Linked DNA regions of Oryctolagus cuniculus: region 2 is linked to region 1. Evidence: chromatin contacts called from public Micro-C data. All regions are on one chromosome and are shown on one strand. The core of a region is the stretch at or near the end of the contact, and the rest is flanking DNA. Distances in the headings are between cores, read along the strand shown. Region 1 holds the start of LOC100348058 (zinc finger protein 383). Region 2 holds the start of LOC100346269 (zinc finger protein 585A).

What was found. A called contact is a pair of places that touch in the nucleus more often than the background predicts.
Region 2: a contact with region 1 is called in a Micro-C map of ear pinna, with 5 times the contacts expected there. The contact joins the promoter of LOC100346269 here to the promoter of LOC100348058 in region 1. A contact is called at or near these places in 2 of 6 Hi-C or Micro-C datasets (ear pinna and an unstated tissue).

The regions. Positions count from the first base shown.
Region 1 is chr18:16,773,143-16,779,353 of mOryCun1.1, forward strand. LOC100348058 (zinc finger protein 383) reads left to right here and starts at 2,258. Exons shown (of 6, transcript XM_070062320.1): 1 at 2,258-2,398; 2 at 4,754-4,826. It overlaps LOC127491346 (a long non-coding RNA gene), which reads right to left and starts at 5,544. Exons shown (of 3, transcript XR_007919992.2): 1 at 4,607-5,544; 2 at 69-2,592.
Region 2 is chr18:17,183,349-17,189,559 of mOryCun1.1, forward strand. It overlaps LOC100346269 (zinc finger protein 585A), which reads right to left and starts at 3,602. Exons shown (of 5, transcript XM_070062273.1): 1 at 3,411-3,602; 2 at 801-995. The coding sequence starts at 869.

The DNA of each region.
Region 1 (6,211 bases), core at 1,008-3,507:
AGGTCGGTTTTTGCGGAAAATAAAAGATCAAGCTTAAAGTATTCTAGAAATCAAGTCCAGTTCCTTACCAGGGGAGCAACTGCAGGAATAACGAATGCTGAGATATTCTGAAGAAGGGGGACGAAAGACAAGGAAGGAACAAGGAGGACTTTAGCAGCAGAAGTATGCATGAGGTCAGCAGTTCCAGAAGAGAGATGCTGTGATATGCAGGTAGATAGCTCACTCAGATCGCGTTAGTGATTCCTCTTTCACCACCTCTAGAAGTAGTTCTGTTTGCATAAAGTCATGTTTATCACTGAGTAACAGATTCTCCTTGGGTAATTATGTCCCCCGCTAGGGAGCTTTGGAGATGCGTGGTATCAAGTTTTGGTTGTTACAGTGATGGAAACATGCCAATAGAATTTATTGTCTAAGGGCCAGACATACTGGTTTATAATCTTACAATGCCAGGACAGTCCCAGGCAACAAAGAACACCTTGTTAGAAACTGTTCCTTTGTAAAACATATCAGCTAATGTCACAAATACTTTTCCTTATCAAGAGAAATTCCTTGGCTAATTATTTCATATAATTATCAAAAAAGAACTGCAAAAACTCTTGGCCCAAGTGACTATCTAAAAGCCTGCAATAAGACTTGACCCGGGCATTGTGGTGTAGCCAGTAAAGCCACCACCTGTGATGCCAGCATCCCATATGGGCACCGGTTCGAGTCCTGGCTGCTCTGCTTCCAATCCAGCTCCCTGCTATTGGCCTGGAGAAAGCAGCAGAGCATGGCCCGAGTACTAGGGCCCCTGCACCCGTGTGGGGAGACCCAGAAGCTCCTGGCTTCTAGCTCAGCCCCACCAATTCGGCCATTTGGGAAGTGAACCAGCAGATGGAAGATCTCTCCCTGTCTCTCCCTCTCTCTGACTTTCAAATAAATAAGTAAAGGTTTAAAAGATACACTTGACCAAACTCTAGCAAGGCTTCTTAGCTCGAGGCTGTGTCCCTAGTATGACCCTAGCCCCCTTTAAAATGCCTGTAAAAGAAACTGCTGAGAAGGTACTGTTTGTTCCAGCCGAAACCTGCAGATAAGCTTGGCTAAGCTTGGCGCAGTTATTTTTGAAGGCTTACAACTTGAAATCCTTTCTTTGCCCCTGAGATGTAAAATCTACCACCCAGAACTGTCTCAAAGGCCCGGGATCCACACCTTTAATGTGTAAGTATTCAAGGTGCTAGCTCCTGCTGTGGTTTCCCGGATCCTGTAGGAGGCTAAAGGGGTGCTTTTGGTGGGTGTCTCGCCCGACCTTGCACAACTAGCTCCTTCGAAAAGATTATGAGAACTTTGTTTTCTGGATGAGCACCAGGCAGTGGAAAAGAAAACCCAGTGATGGCTTAGTCACGTGGATCGCTCTCCTGCTTAACATCTTTCATTGTCTTTCCTTCAGTCCACCACAGCATTAAAAATCCTTCCTGCCAGGGGCTCACGTTTCGACGTGTTGATAACACACACCTGTATGCCGGGGTCCTGTAACAAACCCCAGCTGCCTGCCTCCAGCCCCGGACTTAACTTCCAGCTAATGGAGAACCTGGGAGGCAGCAAGGATGGCTCAAGTGACAGGGTTCCTGCCCCTCACGAGGGAGAACTGGCTTGAGTTCCCAGCTCGTCTTCCACCAGGCCATATAAATGCTCAAATTATGAGAGTTCAGGTTGTATTTAAAAGCCACAGATGCACTCTCTTCCCACAACCCTAGCTGGTCGCTACCACGTGCACAGGCCTCAGCCCCAGGGCGCGCCGATCCTCGGATCCCACTGCTCCGCAGCCCTAGGCCACCGAGAACTTGGAACCGTGCCTGCGGGAGCTCCACGAGCCCGTTGTCTGGTCCGGAGACCACGGGGTTCCTGCGCGAGGCACGCCGGCCGCGGAGGCCTCCGGGAAATGTAGTCCAGCACGGGAGTAGAGGGAGGCCCGGAGCTGCGTTACCGAGCCCTTTTATGCCACACATCTAAGCCTGAAGCTGGCCCTCCTCCTGGCCCCGAACTGAAACGCTTCGGAAGTTTCTGAGGGCCCCAGCCTGGTTTAATCAAAGGGCTCCGTTCGAGAGCGCGCGTCATAATCACACCTACGCTTTTATCTTCCTCCGGAGAGGGCCTTCTCGTGGTCACAAAAGCAAATTCCTTCGGACATAGCGGTTCTCGCGGGGAGTTGATGAGATCAGCACAGCCTTCTGGGAAATGTAGTCCAGCCTGGCGCCCACAAACATGGCGAAACGGCCTGGAGGGAGGTTGTTCTGAATCATCTCAGCGCCCTACCTGACTTAACCAGTGCTTGCCCAGGCGCTACCTGCGACCTGGGAGTGCTCCTTCGTGCTCGAAGTGCGCAGACACATCGGGTCGCACTTTGTGCTTTTGTGCAGAGGTGGGTCTGGCCGTGGGTTCCCGGCGGTTTGGAGTGGGGGGAGCTACGGCCTGCGCGTCCTGGGCGCTGGCCGGCCTGGTGGCTGTGGGGGAAGGACCGGGATTCCGGGGCCGGGCTCGAGGTGCGCGGAGACGTCTTCCGAGGGGATTTCGGCCGTGTGGCGGAGTGAGTGACACGCCGCGTGGAAGATGTGCCTGTGGGAGAGAGCGAAAGAGCGCGGTCATCGTCCGAGTGGGGGCGGCGGGGATTCTTGGCCTGCGAGCCTGCCTTCGACCGTGAAATGTTGAAAATAGGGTGCTTGTTCTGAACCTCGATTTACTCCAAAATTTGGGGCGGCGGGGGCTAGGGGGACGGAGTGTTAAATAATTGGTGTGATAAATACTGTAAAACGGGATTGGGGTTTCTGTATAAAAAATGAATTTGTTATTGTATAGCATTCCAAATCAGTGTGACTTTTTAAATCTATACACAAAGGAATAGTTTAGACGAACTTATTTTTATGGGACTCCTGCTTCTTTGTCAGATCTTCAGACGCAAACAGGAGATTTGAGAAGCCCAGGCTTAAGGAATAATTTATGAGGCAATGTTGGCTCCCGTACAGAGATCAGAATTTGGGGTTCAGGATTGTGGGTGAGGCGCTGTAACTCCAGGTTCCGAAGAAAAAAAATGTTGGCCCAGAAAAGTCTTGGAGCCTGTTAAAGGCTGCACCTGGGGACCACAGCCAGTTTCCTCACAATGCCACAATGTCTTTGTGATGTAATTAAAGCATTTTGCTTTTCTCAAAGGTCCTTTCTCTGGCTATTTCACAAAATTAACCTTGCACATAAATTTAAATGAGGAAATTGTTAAGAAATTGGTTACAAAATTAAGATGTATAATTGTGAAAAATTAGCTACTAAAAGATGTAATGAAAGAAAATAGAATTAACAATAGCAACAAATCTGCTAAGCTAGCTTGAAGTGGAGTTAAGAAATGTGCAAAACCTTCATGACGGTATCACTAGTAAATTTCAACAAATGGGAAAAAAAATGCCATTATCTTGGAAAGGAAAATCCATTTCATAAAGATAGCCGTTGTCCCTAAGTTATTGCATTAATTTGATGAAATTTTAATAAAAATACCAGGGGTTTTTTAAAAATTATGTAAAATGATTTTAGAATTCATATTGGAAAAGAAACATTTGAGAATAAACATTGAGCTCTGAAAAAATAAGTCAAATGAGGGTGTACTAATCCCAATTAAAAGAATGTAATACTGTCGCATGAACAGATCAGTGGAACAGAATGGACAAGCTATAGTTTATAGAATGAGATCCAAAAATGTAAGGAAATTTGGTGTATATTGAATATGGCAGCTCAGGAAGATTAGCAGTTTCAATGATGAGCATGGGACATCTGGATAACCATTGTTGAAACAACAGAGGAGGGATCTTCCAAAAAAAAAATTCATGGGAAATTTGTGTTATTAAGCTATGCGTGGATTTCAAAAACTTTGTTACACTGACATAATCTTATCTTTTAATTCCATTTTCCATGAGGTTTTTGCAGTACCCCGATATATATGTGGGCCTATTTCTGGACTCTGTTTCCTATTGATCTGATATTCATGGGCCTTAGGACCTGGAATTAACAGGGAGATCAGGGTTTCAGGGTTTTCCTTTGTATTTGTGTGAGATGGCGAATTCACAGAGAAGCTGCTTGGGGCAGTGCGGGGGTTCTCTGCGGCGAGTGGCATGCTGAGATGGCCGTCTCCATTGGCCTGGAGAGAGTGGCTTTGTGGGGTGAGGGTGGAATGGGGCCATCCTTTGATATGGATGATGGTGTGGCATAGGGGGAGCTCTTGAGACCACTGGTCTACAGGATGGAGGTGACAGCTAATATAGCTTAACCCTGAGCCACTGCTCTGGTCCTGGGCTAGAATATGAGAACTGGAGACTGCACCTGAGTCACCAGGAATAGGAATTTCCTTGTAGTGGCTCCTTTTGGGGACTCTGTGGCAAAAATGACACTTTCTAGAAGCCCCACCAGCCAAATATGAGGGGTCCTCAAAACGTTCATGGAAATGAAACAGTGAAAAATCGATGCACGAATTGCAAATTTTACACTACAACAAATCTGGCTTTTACTTCTTATTTTCCTACGAAGCCTTTGAAATCCCTTCCTAGGTATTTGAGACCTCTGGGAAGCTGCAGCCCCAGGTAGCTCCCACCTTGCGTGTGCCTTCTGACGCAGGGATGAGGAGGAGGTGCCCGGCTCCCTCTGACTTTCTGTGTGCACGCACGGGGCCCACGGAGATCGGGTCCTCGAGTCTGCTGAGACACAGCTGGTTTCTCCTAACTCCACTCTCCTTCCGCAGTTCTATGGTCTTCCAGAAGTGACCTGAGGAGCAAGGAAGCATGGATATTGTGGATGCAAAAACCACGTTCGAGGTGAGGGGCAGTTCCTTTCTGCCTGCTACTTTCTTGTTTGTTTGTTTTCCCCTGAAATGTGCTTTGCTGTTTGTATTAGGAACCAAGTCTGGTTTGAGATTTACCCGCATGACTCTGCTTTATTCTCTACGCGGACTGTGAAAGGTCATATGCTTGCCTTTTTACATTCAAGCATCCTGTAGCCATGTGGGGATTTGAATATCTGTGTGTATCTGGGAAATTTACTCATTCTCTGCACCTTAATCTCATCTGTAGGAAAAATCGCACTCACCGTTAGGTTTGTGACAGTGACCAAATTAATGCATGGAATACTCTTAGAACACCGGCACTTAAAATATATTCATTTACACAAGCTGTACGATCGTATCATGTACTGAGTTTGCTGTGGGTAAAAAAAAAAAATGAAAATATAAAATTAATTGTTTTGGATATTTGCAAATAAGAAATAGACCTAGCTGCTCAAATCCAGGAGTTTTTAAATCTGCAGGTCATTTAGTCATTGGTTACAAATCTTGTGAAAGAGGTATATAATTTATTGTGACTTAAGGTGAACATATAAAGCCTACGAGTTTTAGTTCTAATATTCTAAAAATCGAAGTTATAATGCATTCGACAGCCATAGATGCGACCTTAGATAAAATGAGTGTCCCCAAAGAATTAAGGAAATTCTTCTCTGTCCATCTGGTGGAATATTTAACCAAAAAAAAAAAAAAAAAAAAAAAAATCAGGCTGGTGCGCAGCGGATCTGGAATGCCAGCCCAGGCAGTTTGCCCTCATTGTTTGTGCTCTTCCCATCTGCTTTCCCTTTCTCCATTTTGTAAAAATTCACAGTACATGGGAAGAGTCACATCGCAGGCATCTACTCACAGAGCTGCCTTTCTCATTATTACCTAACCCTCTTTGAAAAGTATAGGTCCTTTTTAAAACCTGCTCCCTTACGTAATAATTCATCATTTATTCATTAGGTATCATTTCTTGCCTTGTTAGTTAAAACTTGTGCTTATAATCGCTGGGGATCATGTAGTAATGTGTCAGGGAACTTTTCTCTGCTCTAGATATTTGTGTTGGCTAGTCTTTGTGTTTTTACAGGTCTCTCTTACTGATAATGTCTTTAAGTGTGGATGTGTAGAATTTTTAGGTCAATCACTAAGTATTTATTAATTATTTATTAATGCCAGGAATATTATTGATTCTATTTGCTGATACTTGGGAGATATGCAGTGATAAGAAAAATTTAGTTGCTGTCTCTTTTTTTTATATATATAAGATTTATTTTATTTATTTGAAAGGCAGAAGGTAGGGGGCTGGAGGGGAGACAGAAGTCTTCGATCTGCTGGTTCACTCCCCAAATGGCTGCAACAGCCAAGGCTAGGCCAGACCAAAGC
Region 2 (6,211 bases), core at 2,352-4,851, 410 kb after region 1:
ATTCCACATCTGCAACTGAGTCCTGCCTCCCCCTCAGATTCAGCTTCCTGCCAATCAGTGTGCACCCTCAGAGGTAGCAGGATGTGGTTCCTGCCACCCCTGTGGGAGACTCAGATGAAGTTTCTGGCTCCTGGCCTTGGTTTCACCAGTCCCAGCTGTTTCAGGCATTTCGGGAGGGAACCAGCAGATGCAAAAATCTCTTTCCCTCTCTGTTGTTCTGCCTTCCGAATAAATAAAAGTAAGTATACTTTAAAATATATTTAGACAACTAGAATTTTTGAAAATTAAAACACAGAATTAAAATGGTGATACCAGCCATGAGAAGCTCAATAGAAGGACTAGAAACAAAATTGACAAAGTTTCCCAGAAAGAAGAGTAGCAAAGAAATAGAAAATAGTGGAGAAAAGTGGAGAACCAGCATCTGATAAACAAAATTTCAAAAATAGGAATACAGAAAATATTTGTATATGAGGAGGAAGTTTAGAAGGAAAATGGAGAAATATTTCAAAACCCCATTCAAAAGTGATTTATAACCAGGAATCTTATCTGTGGCCAAAAGATCTAAACAGTGTGATAATCAAATTTTCATTCACAGTTCACCTCTCCAATGTCTTACATCTGGTCTTGCAAGTTAACACCCACGTGTTGCTCATTCTTGACAAAAAGATCAAAATTTGTTTTAGGAGCACCAGGGTCTACAGTCTGGCTACTTCCTGGCCCATCTGACTGCCCTGAGATTCTGCTGACAGATCAGAGATATCTATTTCTAGAATCAATCCCCACACCCTGGGACTCCTCACCTCTGAAGCCAGGGCTGGGGGCTGCTTGGATGAGGTGCAATTAGCTGGCATGGCCACACTGGGTCTCATTCCTTGTTCTCTCAGGGGCTGAGAGCTTAGTGCTCATCTATAAAGTCAAGCAAAACTGCTGGGAAGAGGCAGCTGGACTCCAAAGGAAGATCTGGCCCAGGCCTCTCCAAGAGACATCAAAGACACCTGGAAAGACAATAGCACATAGTCAGTCATTCAACATTACCACATAATCCCTGCCTGGGCACACTAAGATTCAAGTCCCTGGGATAGAAGGTACAAAGCAGTAGTTCTCAAACTCAAACTATCCATTCGAATCACCTAAAGGGGTTGTTAAAACAGATAAAAACTCTCAACCTCACCCCCTACACTTTCTGATTCAGTATTTCAAAGACTTGGCTCAAGAATTTGCATTTCTAAGGCCCAGGTGATCTTGAAACTGTTGGTCCAGGGACCATATTTTGAGAGAGAGGACTGAGGAGAATAGAGTTCAACAAAATCTGCGATAGCCATTAGTCATGGGAAAAACCATGGGAGTCGGAGGAACATTACTGCAGAACTGAACACCAGCTCAGTAATTTTCAGCTATGAAAATATGAACAAGTTTCTTCAGTATCAGTTTTAAAACTGAGGATGAAAATGCCTATCTCATAGCCATGAAAATCAAATGAGATGATGGTTGTAAAGTGCTAACCACCTCACTGGCACAGGAGAATCATGCAATAAATATTAGCCTTTACCATATTCTTATGAAGTAAATTTATAAAAAATTAAAAAGCATGTAATCAAACAGATAAAATAAGCATACCAAACAACTGTTATTTACATGTCACAGAAGTGGTATTTGTGCACAAGACATTCACTGCAAAAATGGTGCTGTTTCATCCACCTGAAACAAAACATCACACTAGTCAGTCAGTAGACACATCCTAATAGGACTGAACAGTTAGATATCTGTATTTTTTAAATCTCAAAAAAACATTAAAATAAATTTTAGTAGTATATTTTTGTGTGCCATTGAGGTGGGCTGGGAGGAATGTTACACCTAAAATTCAGCAACTATAAAAGTAAAGGGCAGTTATCTCTAGACGATACTCCCTAATAATGTTACAATACACCATAAAAATCAACATGAAGTTATATGCATAATTTTTAATTATGTGACAACAGGCTATTTCTAATTAAAAAATATAGGAGTGGGCATTTGGTGCAGCAATTAAATTGCCACTTGGTACACCTGCATCCCATATCAGAGTGTCTGGGTTGGAGTCGCAGCCCTGCTCCCAATTCCAGATTCAACTAATGAGCACTCCAGGAGGCAGCAGGTGATGGCTCAAGGACTTGGGTCCCTGCAACCCACCTGAGAGCTCTGGGGCTCCCAGCTCCCAGCTGCAGGCATTTGGAAAGAGAACCAGCAGATGAGAGGGTTTTGTTTTTTGTTTTTTTTTTTTTTCTCTGTCTTCTCCCTTTCTGCCTCTCAGATAAAACTAATGAATAATTTGAAAATTTTTTAAATCTAGCAATCACTAGGAAAAAAAAGAGCAGGAAAAAAATCTGGACAAGAAAATGAAAATTCACAGAATAGGAAACAAGTGACAATTAACCTAAAAGATTCCAACTTCACTAACAGCAAAATATATTAGATCAACTAAACCTCACTGCCTCTTAGAACTGTAAAAACTAAAAATGTAGTTGGCAGCCAGGAATTCAAATGTTAGAAAACATCTGGGAAAATGAGCTGCTTTATAAATTGTTGACAGAAGCCTCAATTGTTATATTATCTTTTGAGCTATTTAGTCAGGTCTATTATTTAACAATACACATAATTGTACCTAATAATATACTTTCAAAAATATAAAGCAGAAACGGCCAGAATAAGTGGACATATCACTTAGCCAATGTATTCTACCTTCTTCTGTAATTCAGCAGACAAAATAATCCAAAAGGAGCTAATATTAAATATATGCTTAATATTACTAATTAAATTAATAAGTTTAAAGCATTTAAATTTAAATATATGCTTAATATATAACATACAACAAGGACATACATTGTTTTTAGGCTATAAAGCCATTTTTTCAACTCAAGTATTAGCTAGAGAAATTAACTGGAACAGAAAATGCACTTTTAATAATGGGTCAAAAAAAAAAAACCTTAACACTTTTTAAAGGACAACTTCAATTTGGACAATAAAAAATGCTACACACCAAAGCTTTTCAATCTTTATATTTAAAAAAAAAAAAAACTGAAAACTAAACAGCTTAATTTTCAACTCAGGTTAGAAAACTAGCTGAATACAAATCCCACAGACTCCCCATTACTGACCCTACAGGCCTCATTCATTGACCACCGAATCCCATGACTAACCCCCCACCCCCAAATCCCAACACCTCATCCCTGAAAGCCCCTCACTGTCAAGAGAAAACGCCTGTCACAAACATTAACGGCTGCCAGCCTCTGCCAGCATTTAACTCAGGGACCACCATCACTAACTCCAAGACACCTCTCCCCCACTCCATTACAGACCCCACAGAATCCCTAGTCGCGACCAACCAAAATCGTCTCAGAGACCTCTTGACGTTAAAATATGGAAATGCGTACTCTACTCGGTAGCAGCGAAAAAGCCTTTGAGAACCACTTCCTTTCACGGTCCGCCTTCCAATACCGCCCCTTCCGGCCAGTGGTACCACGCATGCGCGGAATTCCCTTTGCGGTCACGTGGTGCCAACAATCACTATGGCGTAGAAGCGTCGTTAAGAGACATTGTCCCGTTTCCGTAAGGGGCGCCATTGGGTAGAGAACGTGGCGGCGCCCGAACGGAGCCTCTGCGTGTGGGCCGCCATCTTGGAGTTGTATCCGTTCCGTAGAGCGGAAGAACTGAACTCAACAGGATTCACGGAGGGGCAGGGATTGTCATATAGAACGCGGACATGCAGGGAGGGGCACGGTGCTGGAGATAGGATCTGGAGCTCTATTTTATATCTAGGACCGTCAGTCACCAGTTTGGAGCCGGCGCTTTGCGGGAAACAATTATCCGCTGGGAGAAACCACAGGGAAACGCGGCCGGGGGTCGAGGGGGGTTGGAGACAAAGGAAGAAATCGGGGTGGTACAATCCACTTTGAGGAAAACAGGATGGGCAAAACCCCAGCAAGACTAAGACACGCTGGAATGGGCAGTACGCAGCTGAGAGTGTGCTGTAGCCTCTAACGGGAGAAACTACCTTGGAAGATAGGGTGGAAAGCCGCAAAGGGGCGACACGTCAAGGTACCCCTTACTGAAGGGTTGGTGGAGGGGCTACAAGCTTGAATCCCCATCAGTCTCCATTAGCCTCCTCCCTATTGCAAGTTAAAAACTACGTAGGCAGCAATAATTTTAAAAATAACTAAATGGTGTTTCATATGGGCCAGGTGTGGCTAAAAGCACCTAAAGAAAACTTCGATATTTCAACTTACTTATAATTAAAAGTATAAACAATGTCCTTACTACGTAAATGACGCCTTCAGTCCATTCTCTCATTCTTCCCTCAGCTTCTATGTGGAAGCTGTGAAGCAGGTAACATTCCCCTTGCCTCTGCCCACACCACACTTAGTTGTCAAGAGTTCTTTCATCTCTCCTAAACATTCTGCAAAATCCAACCTAAATACTGTTTCTGCCAGGAGCTCCAGCCTGACGGTGGTGAGAGGTTGTGAGAGCTCTTGAAAACATTCAGTCCCCTCCAGGCCAGGGAATTCCCTCTCTGGGTCTCAGCTTAACAACAAAACCCGTTAGAAGGCCAGGCTGCTTGTCCCAGGTTCTTTTTCTTCCTCCAAAGTATACTCTGAGGAAAAATCTGTGAAATCCATTCTTAAACACACATCTCTAATGGAAGCCAAAGAATTACTGTTAATTCTGTCGGTAGTGTGACTTTTGTTATAAAAGGGATGACCTCTTTTATTGATTCATGTGAAAATACTTATGGCCAGAATATTACTAACTGTAAAGACTCCATTGAGTGGGGCATATGAATGAAACAAGAATAACTAAATGTTGAAGAGTAGATGGAGTTCATTGTAATGTTCTCTCTTTACTATTTCTATGAAAATTTCATATAAAAATTCAACTTACAAACTCCACAATCAAAAAATTACAAAAAACAAAACAGGTGGAGAAAGCATTTGAGTCAATTGAAGAAAATAGTTCCTATTACCAAGACCTAGCGGATATGGGTTTGGTTTCCCATGCTCTGAAGATAAACAGACCCTCTTCCTGGACCAGGTACATAGCAATTTAGATAGCCAAGGCCTCAATCTATGTCAATAGATTGACCTACATTATATATTCATTGTAATTTATTAGCATGTTAAATTACATACCAGCCATCATGACAGGAAACATCAGACATATGGAACAGTAGCTAGATTCTGGGACATCTCCGCCCACTTCCTGGAAAAAAAATAAGTATTTCTCCTGCTTATTAGACTATACCTCCCCTTTCATTCAATGACACATGTAATGTTAAACACAGTTTAGAGACAAGGACATTCCTCTCATATGTAGGTTCCACTCTGTCTGCAGTGTGTATCTACTTTCTCAGTAAAACGCTTGCTGCTTGCTATTAACTGTTCTGCAGCTTGTTCTTCAGTTTCTTTTTGAAGCAAAGTTAAGGACCTGGGTATGAGGCATCCGTCTTCTCCAGCAGCATAGCTGCCAAGATTATACAAAACTTTTAATAATTATAGCAATATGTACTGGAACTTCTGGAAGTTTGTGGAAAATGGAATTAAAAGATAAATATAAAAATTGTCAAATTTCTCAAAATTTGTTCCTTCAAGTTCAAGACACTTTAAAAAAAAGATTTATTTATTTATTTATTTATTTGAAAATCAGAGTTACACAGAGAGAAGGAGAGGCAGAGAGAGAGAGAGAGAGAGGGAGGGAGGGAGGAGTCTTCCATCTGCTGGTTCACTCTCCAATTGACAGTGATGGCCGGAGCTGCACCCATCCGAAGCCAGGAACCAGGAGCTTCTTCCAGATCTCCCATGCAGGTGCAGGGGCCCAAGGACTTGGGCCATCTTCTACTGCTTTCCCAGGCCATAACAGAGAGCTGGATCAGAAGTGGGGCAACTGGGACTCGAACTGGCGCCGTAAGGGATGCCGGCACTGCAGGTGGCAGCTTGACCCACCACACCACAGCACTGGCCCCTCAAGACACTTTTCTAAGTGATGCTACCAGCCATTTGGTCCATGCCTAAATACTGAGGGTTCTAAGAATTCAACCATGTCACTACAGCTTTTTTTTTTTTTTTTTACAGTATGCGCTAAAGAAAAATGGTACTAATTCAAAAGTTTTTGTTTCGAAGAGATTCATTTTATTTATTTGAAAGGCAGAGTTAGAGAGAGGGAGAGATCTTGTGTCTACTGG